3 separate regions of the Zea mays genome follow, and all the other regions are linked to region 2. Evidence: chromatin contacts called from public Hi-C data. All regions are on one chromosome and are shown on one strand. The core of a region is the stretch at or near the end of the contact, and the rest is flanking DNA. Distances in the headings are between cores, read along the strand shown. Region 1 holds the start of LOC100216839 (Cyclin-dependent protein kinase inhibitor SMR1). Region 2 holds the start of LOC103637620 (carotene epsilon-monooxygenase, chloroplastic). Region 3 overlaps LOC103637619 (a long non-coding RNA gene).

Region 1 (2,715 bases), core at 184-2,683, 220 kb before region 2:
TTGGTGAAAAAAACAATATTTTGGGATAAAATTTATGATGATGATGTATGCAATAAGTCTTGCTTCAACAATTAGATGTTCTACCCTCCATCCTAATCTTGATCTATCTAGGACTATAGGCAATAAGTCCTGCTTCTGCCTCTAATGGTGGTTCTGAACTTGCAGCCAACTTGACATAATCACCAGTTAGATGATAACTTCAATATCACCAGTTAGATGATAACTTCAATATCACCGCCGCAACTTGCAGCCAGGGTAAGCGCGCCGCCGCTGCCGGCGGTCTAAATCGGACACTGCCCTGCGCTGGACCCACTGCACACGGAAGAAGATGGAGCTGATCGCGTAACAAGTGAATGAGAGTATATATATATGACGCTAGTGGTACAAGTGAGCTTAGCTTCTTCGTTACACACAGGGGCTACATGGAAGAATGGAGATTCAGGGCATGCAGCTCCTGCCTAGTGCCTACAGCTAGCTAGCTAGCTAGTATTGCGCTACACCTTTTGACACCATGACACTATCATCACCACATACACACACTGAACAGCATCTAGCAACTACAGGAACTGATTGTGAGCTATAGATAGAGGAAACTAGCTAGAGAGATGTGCCGACGAGCTGTAGCAGTACAAGTACAGCAGTCCTCTCCTAAGCACCCCCCCTACCATGGACCTCCGATCCTAATAATAAGCTGCTGTATGTGATCGATCCAAGCCAAAACCACTTGGCTCTGCACCTAGCTAGCTACCGCTGCTACACGACCTGTACTACTACTACGACTAGCACCTGCCAGACGAAGGTAGCTACTATCTCTTCTTGGGCTCCGGGCAGGCCACCCTCCGGCGCTTCTTCTGGGCGGACGGCGGCGGCGGTGGCGGCGCCGCGGGGCGCGGGCGCCAGAAGAGGCGCTCCAGCTCCTCCAGCCGCAGACTGAACACCTCCACCTCGAACAGGCGCTTCCGGCACGGCGCGGGGGCCGCGGGCGCCCGCGGCTTCCGCGGCGCCGGCGGGCAGGTCCCCGGCGGCCTCACCTGGCTCTCCCCGCCCGTCGGCGTCCGGCAGCGGTAGTCCTCCTCCTCCTGCTGCGACACGGTTGCGGCGGCGCTCTCCTCGGCCACTGCTCCCACCGCCGCCCCTGCCCCGGGCAGCAGGAGCGGCGAGCTGCACGGCGAGAACGCCGGCGGCGCTGGCTTGTAGAACTCCGGCGACGCAGACATGGCGGGTATGGGGAGGCTTCAGGCTTGTGTGTGCGCGCGCGCGCTAGCTGGTTCTTTCTTGAGAGAAGAGAAGGGAAGAGGGCGGTGTGTCGTGGTGAGTGTGGAGTGGAGGAAATGAAGCGGCCGGCGGGCGGGCGGGCGGTAGGTTGCTTGAGACACTTGGTTACTTCTCCTCCCTCCCTGTCTCGCTTGGCCTTGGCCTTTGCCTGGGGATATGGTCTGCTTTTGGGAGGAAGGACCCTTTGTTTCGGCCCTTTTGTATCGGGCGGGTGTCGTTTTGTACCCAGCACGTTGGAATGATCCCGTTATTGCGTTTAGGTCCTTGGCGAGCGATAGGCCCCCACCCCAAAATCGTGCACAGTGCACGCAGCACACATGATGGCATCATGCTACGGATACTCCTCCCCACTGGGCCACCACTCGCTCGCTTCAATTATTAGGCTCAATACAATACAATGCAGGGCTCAGCGAAAATCTCTAGCCCGAATCTCACGGTACTAAAGTATTGTACTAAAAACGCTTACATTCCTATAGCATCGTGTTTGCACGACCGCACCTGCCCAAAGTCATCATCACAGCATCCCCTTCTTCTTCCTTGGGCACCTTGGAAAGGTAGCCTTTCACTCCAGATCTCCTTAAAAAAACGTAATCTCGATCATCGGTCGTCATACTCATCCGTGACGGATTAAAAAGATCAAAGGAAAGGGCTACTTAAGGTCCTCTTTGCTTCAGCTTATAGATTATATAATCTGGATTATAATCTAAATTATATAATCCAGATTAAAATATAAATAGATTATAATCTGTATGAAGCTGTTTGGTAGTCTAGATTATATAAATGTAGATTATTCACAAAGAGAACAGTACTCTTGTCTGTTTATTTGAGGTGAGTAAAGAAGGATGTCATATATTGTAATTTCTATTTACATAACCATAGGTAGTGGGTCTTTTACCAAAAAATAATCTCAAATAAGCTACGCTTGAGGAGATTGTGAGATTACCATAATCTGGGTTTTAGATTATATAATCTGAACCTATAATCTAGGTGTTTATTTACCTACTGGATTTTTTGCGCTGGATTATATAATCTAAAGAGATTATAATCCGAAACAAACATGGCATAAGTCGATCAACCGTGTGACACTTCTAGTGACTTCTAGTGATCTGACAGTATACAACTGGTACTTTGTAGTAGTCAACCTGATCGATTAGCCACCGCCACCTACCAGCCTAAAGCCTAGGCTCGACCACATACGTCTGACTGTGCCATGCCATGTAGGAGATGGAGGGTGTTGGTCATTTGTTCTCAAATATTGTGAATTAAGAATAAGAAAACACAATTGTTAAATATTAGGGACCTTCGTCTTTCAAAGCATTATCTCCTCATGGATATAATGATCATCAGACGAAGGTCATGAAAGACATACCTTCATTGTTTAATAGATGAACAAGAATGCAAAGAGACGAAAACAACAAGTGTATCTCATTGACTCATTCA
Region 2 (2,700 bases), core at 194-2,693:
GGTATATCATTCATGACCTTCGTCTGAAGATCATTATATTCTAAGTGAAATAATGTTTTGTAGAACGAAGGGCATTAACGTTTAATATTTTGTGTTGCCTTGTTCTTAATTCATAGTATTTGAGAACAAGTCTCCAACACCGGTAGTAATTAAGTTATATTTACAGAGTTTAAGCCTTTTCATGTTTAGCAGCAACACAAAAATTTATGAATCATTAGCCAAGTTACTTATTAAAAAATAATTACTATTGTATATTAATCATTTTTGCGCAAAATAAAGAATGAATCAAATTTTGTGTCGGGTGTGGGTCACCCGCGGGTTGAAATAGAAACCCGCATCCACACCAAGGAAACTTCAAATCAAGTGCGGATTGCACCAGCGGGTCAGAATCTTCACCCGTACTCACACTCGTCAGATTTCAGATTTGTGAGTTAAATTGCCATCCTAGAAGAATTAGAGAAGAAGGGAAAAAGATATAAAAAGAAAGAAATACTAAAAAAAGAAAAGGAAAACAATCCACTGGTGCCTGGCAAACGGAATAGTCGAATAGACATCAACGCATGCAACATGCTTCTCTCTAATCTCTCGCCAAAATAAGAAAAAAAGTATTACTGATAACAGGCCACCATATTAAGGAATAACGTCTAGCAAAAAATTTAACAAGAGTGCTCGGCGGCTCGGCGCGTGATTTCGTCAGGCCGTTCGAACGGGAACATTTCGGCGCCTCGTCTCCGTTCGAACGGCGAGAATATTGCCGCTATACCTCCGCCGCAAGGATCGGAGGCTTTGGGTAAAAATGACGGGCAGGGCATCCTATGTTCAGAAAATCGCTGTCTCAGAAGTCAGAGTCTTTATGGATGAAAACTCTTTGGTTTTGCTGTCTAATATCTGTATCTTTCGTATTGGGCCGTATTGTATGCTGGGCTGCATCGTAGCCGACGCCGCGGCCTACGTGACACCGCACATCAGGAAGACTGCTAGTCCAAAGCCACTGCAAAATTTAACGGAAACTCACGGGCTCCACTCCATGAGACTAACTGCAAGTCTGCAACGCAGCCCCTACGCAGGCTCCTCCCCTTGCATGCCGCCTATAGGCACTCTACGACCGCAGCGGTGCCCCCTACAGCGTCCATATGCGTCGGCCCTCTTCTCTCTCCCCCAGATCTAGCGTGTCACTGTTCATCACTCTAAACACTATGCTGTGTGTCCACGAGTAATTGTTAGTAAAAAAAATTGATAATTGATATAGAAAATAATATTTTATAGTTGTAGTGGAGTATAGGGGAGTATTTAGGGGAAACCGCTGCGGGAGATTAAAAAATAGGAGAAAAAATAGAGGGAAAAATGATATTGAGGAAAAAATTTAGAGGTAACGGTTGCGAATAGCCTGACAACTGAACTGACACTTCCCTTTCCCAACCACTTCCTCGGGGGCCCACCACAACATATCCCCCAATTCCCCCTTCCCCTCCAACGGCCAACGGCTGCTCCTCCTCCTCTCAGGCTCTCACACCAATCCCCACTCTCCCTCCTTCCGTAATTGCGTCTCTCACCACCTCGGCAACTCCAATCCCAAACGGCCACACCCTAGCTGGTCTGGTGGCATCGGCCGGCACACGGCGATGCCTGCCACGGTCTTCGCCTCCCCCTCCATCGCCGCGTCGCCGTCGCCGTCGCTGTCTCCGTGGTCCCCACGTCCGCCTCCTCGTCGCGTCCACGTCCGTGTCCGCGTCCGCCCGCCCCCGCCGAGAAGCGGAAGCAGCGGGGGCGACGAGCCCTCTACTGCCACCCCGTGGGCGAGCCCCGACTGGCTCACGTCTCTCTCGCGCGCGGTCGGCCGGAGCGGCGGCGACGACTCGGGGATCCCCGTCGCGTCCGCCAAGCTCGATGATGTGCGGGACCTCCTCGGCGGCGCGCTCTTCCTGCCGCTCTTCAAGTGGTTCCGCGAGGAAGGGCCCGTGTACCGCCTTGCCGCGGGGCCACAGGACTTTGTCATCGTCAGCGACCCCGCCGTCGCCAGGCACGTGCTGCGTGGGTACGGCTCGCGCTACGCTAAGGGACTAGTCGCTGAAGTCTCCGAGTTCCTCTTCGGCTCCGGCTTCGCCATCGCAGAAGGCGACTTATGGACGGTGCGTTCTCTGTCTCTCTTCCTGCTCTATGCTTAGTTCAGTGACTTTCTTAGTTACTTACTAGTTAGTTGCCCGTGCGTTGCAACGGTATTTATATATCATATTTGACCGATCTATCTTTTGTATAACACAAAGAAACATGAGCTACAGAGGTAGAGGATGGGCACTCTGATCCAAACGACCACGATTTGATCCTAGCATCCTCCATTTTTTCAACAAAAATCACGCTTTAAAGGTATAGAGAGAGATAGTTGTTTCCTCAGTCTACACACACTCGATAAATCAGCCACTTGTTCAATACGAGAAGACCCCAAAAGAGGGTTGTCATCCTTCAAGCGAGCAACTGAAAAGAAACAGAGACATGTCGTCAGCAGCGAAAAAACAAGAAATAATTAAATTGGAAAGCATGGATATATATACCATAGCGTGCAATAGCATTACTCTAAAAAACATGGCCATTAGAGCAACTCCAAAAGTTCCCTTAAAAATTGTTCGCCAAAACTTGTGATTGGGGGCTGTTAGAAAAAAATTCCTAAAAAGATGTAAACCTACACCAGAATGTTAATAACTT
Region 3 (2,700 bases), core at 1-2,500, 180 kb before region 2:
CATTTTTTGTGTGTAGATTATCCTTTTCCATTGTGGGTGTGGCAATAATGCACATTTCATAATTTTGGATCTCCATGCACAAGGAAACATTCTTCTCATAGATTCAGAACACATAGTAATGACACTACGTTCTCATAGGTTGTTGCCTAATTGATAAGTTTTCTTAGCATGTATTACCATCGTTGCAGCAGTATTGACTAATAAGGATAAGAAAATATTAGAGTTAACATGTTGTCCTGTGACCGCTCCCCTGCCTGGCCCTCAACTTCTTCCTCTTCGTCGCCTCCATCAAGGCGTCGCTGATCAAGTTCCTGTAGGGTGTGTGGGTGCCCATTCTTCTGACCCTCATCTTGCTCACCGTCATGTTCGTGTGGAACCACACCACTATCTAGAAGTATGAGTATGACGCATACAATAAGGTGACCCTGGAGTGGTTGGTGGCGCTGGACGACAAGCTGGGCATAGCACAACACAATGTGCGAAAACTTGTTTACAATTTTTTACATTTGAAGCGGTGATAATGTAAAATTTCTTAATAATTTTTACGTATGAATAGTTGTAAGTTCTCAATCCTTTGCATTCGTCTTAGCATTCAAATAATTGGAACAAAAATGTATCGAATTATCTTCATGGTACTTTATCTGTTTTAATTGGTCCACAACAAGCTTGACTGATCAGGCTCGTGTTAATGGAGTTTCATAAAGAGTTTGGTGGGCATTAAATTATAGAACATAGCAACAATTCTAAATTAAAAGCTGGCATAGCATGAAAGCTAGGGTTCGAAGGGATTTAGTATTCATGAGAACAATTAAATTTTCAGTTGCAACCAGTCATTGTAGAGGAACCCCGACCTCTTTATCTCCGCCGATGGGTGTGATTACTCCTTGAGCTGGAGGTACACGCACCACATATCCGTTGGTCATACAGTTGATTTGACCCAGCAATTAATTTCTCCTTTTAAAGCCAAATACAGTACTTCAACTCGTTTTGTACAAAATACAGTAATGGCAGGGACCTATACGCAAGAAAGGGGAGCGTCAGGGAGGCAGCCGACAAGCAGATCATAGGATACCACATCGTCGTTGGCGTAAAATAATCGCCGCCCCTCCGCGCGGCCGCCTGGGATTCCATGAGCCGCCGCGAATTTCCGGATAGGCGCTGCGACGGACGATTGTGACGGTGACAGTGACTAGTCCCCTGTCTGTCTGTCCTGACGGGCGCGCGTGCCTCACGTACTTGGCTGCCGCCTTGCCCTTGCGCCCCCCGCCGGGCATCGGATGCCGCCGCCCGTGCGCCTAAGATTTTTTATTCGTCCGGCCACGTTCCGCCTGTCGCGGCAACCGGCCGCACCGGACGTCGACGTGTCCCCCTGCCGTCGACGAGAGCGCCGCAGGGAATCCATAGCGCTCTCATCTTTTCTTTTTTTTATGTGAGAAGAAAATCGTGACAGGTACTCGTCGTTGCCAAGCGCTGCTGCCACTGCCAGTAGTAGTTGTAGTACTTTTTTTTTTTGAATATGGCGGAGAGAGAGGGAGAGATGCCTTTGTTTGATCAACAGAAAGCTTGTCGTATATGACATGCGCTAGAGCTACATAGTCAAATAAGACCGTTTCCAGTGTAAAATAGGAGACACGAAATAGAACTATAAATGATAATATTTGACGTTATTTATATAGTGAAGTTGAAAATAGAGGATGCGATAGTAGATGGGATATGACATCAGCTAGAAATAGCCTAAGCCTGTCTGTCCTCTATTGGCCCCTTATATGTCACTTTTACGCTATGCCATCCAAGTTCTATCTTCTACTTTTCTTTTCTTACAACGGTTACCCAAATTTCTCCCCCGTATACCCCACTTTAACCATAAAATATCATTTTCCATATCTATTTATAATCATTTATCTATTTTTCTTCAACTAGCAACTCCTAATGTGCACACAAATCCACGCAAAGGAAGCATGGTGTCGCTACCCTGCTTCTGGTGGTGCCCTGTGCTTTTTCTCACCAGTGTAGCACGCAGAGGATAGTTTTGGCGGATACTGTTGTAGAAAAAAGGCCACCTAAACAGCCATAGGACAAGGGGAGGTAGGGCTGGACAAAATACTCGTGGCTCGTCGGCTCGCTCGGTTCGTGGCCAGCTCGACTCGGCTCGGATCGGCTCGTTTGAATTTTTTCACGAGCTGAGCTGGTATTCTAGCTCGGTTCGTTAACGAGCCAGCTCGATTTGTTAATGAGCCAGCTCGCGAGCTAAACGAGCTATCACATTTCAGCAAAATAAATCTATATACATATCATATATGTAACAATTGATGAATATGTTATATGTATGCGTGGTATCTATAACCTATAAGTTAAACTAATGATTAATGAATTATGTCTATGTATGAAATTGGTCTATGCGAATATAAGTGTGGGTTAAACTGCTGAACATGTGTATGAATAGTGAATTGATGAGTGATGAGTTGTGTTAATTTGGTGTTATATTGATGTGGTCTATGAAACTATGAGTATAATTATTATTTTCCGTTGTTAAAATAGTTTGAAATTAACTAGAAATTGATTATTATACACATATTATTTTTTTCTGCTCTGGCTCGCGAGCTAAACGAGCCAGCTCGAACTCGTAAACGAGCCGAGCCGAGCTGACTCTATGGCTCGCTACCTTAACGAGCCGAGCCGAGCCAGCTCGTTAGCTTAACG

The links. A called contact is a pair of places that touch in the nucleus more often than the background predicts.
Region 1: a Hi-C map of ear shows a contact between it and region 2, with 8 times the contacts expected there. The contact joins the promoter of LOC100216839 here to the promoter of LOC103637620 in region 2. A contact is called at or near these places in 12 of 25 Hi-C or Micro-C datasets (bundle sheath, ear, endosperm and 5 more) and 1 of 3 datasets of contacts at active chromatin or transcription factors (leaf).
Region 3: a Hi-C map of ear shows a contact between it and region 2, with 2.3 times the contacts expected there. The contact joins the enhancer-like site here to the promoter of LOC103637620 in region 2. A contact is called at or near these places in 2 of 25 Hi-C or Micro-C datasets (ear and tassel).

What each region holds. Positions count from the first base shown.
Region 1 is chr1:87,655,122-87,657,836 of Zm-B73-REFERENCE-NAM-5.0, forward strand. LOC100216839 (Cyclin-dependent protein kinase inhibitor SMR1) reads right to left here and starts at 1,434. Exons shown (of 1, transcript NM_001143232.1): 1 at 337-1,434. The coding sequence starts at 1,217. The coding sequence ends at 807.
Region 2 is chr1:87,879,588-87,882,287 of Zm-B73-REFERENCE-NAM-5.0, forward strand. LOC103637620 (carotene epsilon-monooxygenase, chloroplastic) reads left to right here and starts at 1,444. Exons shown (of 10, transcript XM_008659899.4): 1 at 1,444-2,129. The coding sequence starts at 1,623.
Region 3 is chr1:87,696,296-87,698,995 of Zm-B73-REFERENCE-NAM-5.0, forward strand. LOC103637619 (a long non-coding RNA gene) reads left to right here. Exons shown (of 3, transcript XR_558188.3): 3 at 17-570. Among protein-coding and RNA genes, the nearest start is that of LOC103637619, 4.9 kb to the left of the region's middle. Within about 2 kb of position 1,251, at least 17 of the 20 cell types and tissues checked have an H3K27ac peak or open chromatin away from gene starts, as enhancers often do. A contact at or near this core is called in ear and tassel, where this site is marked.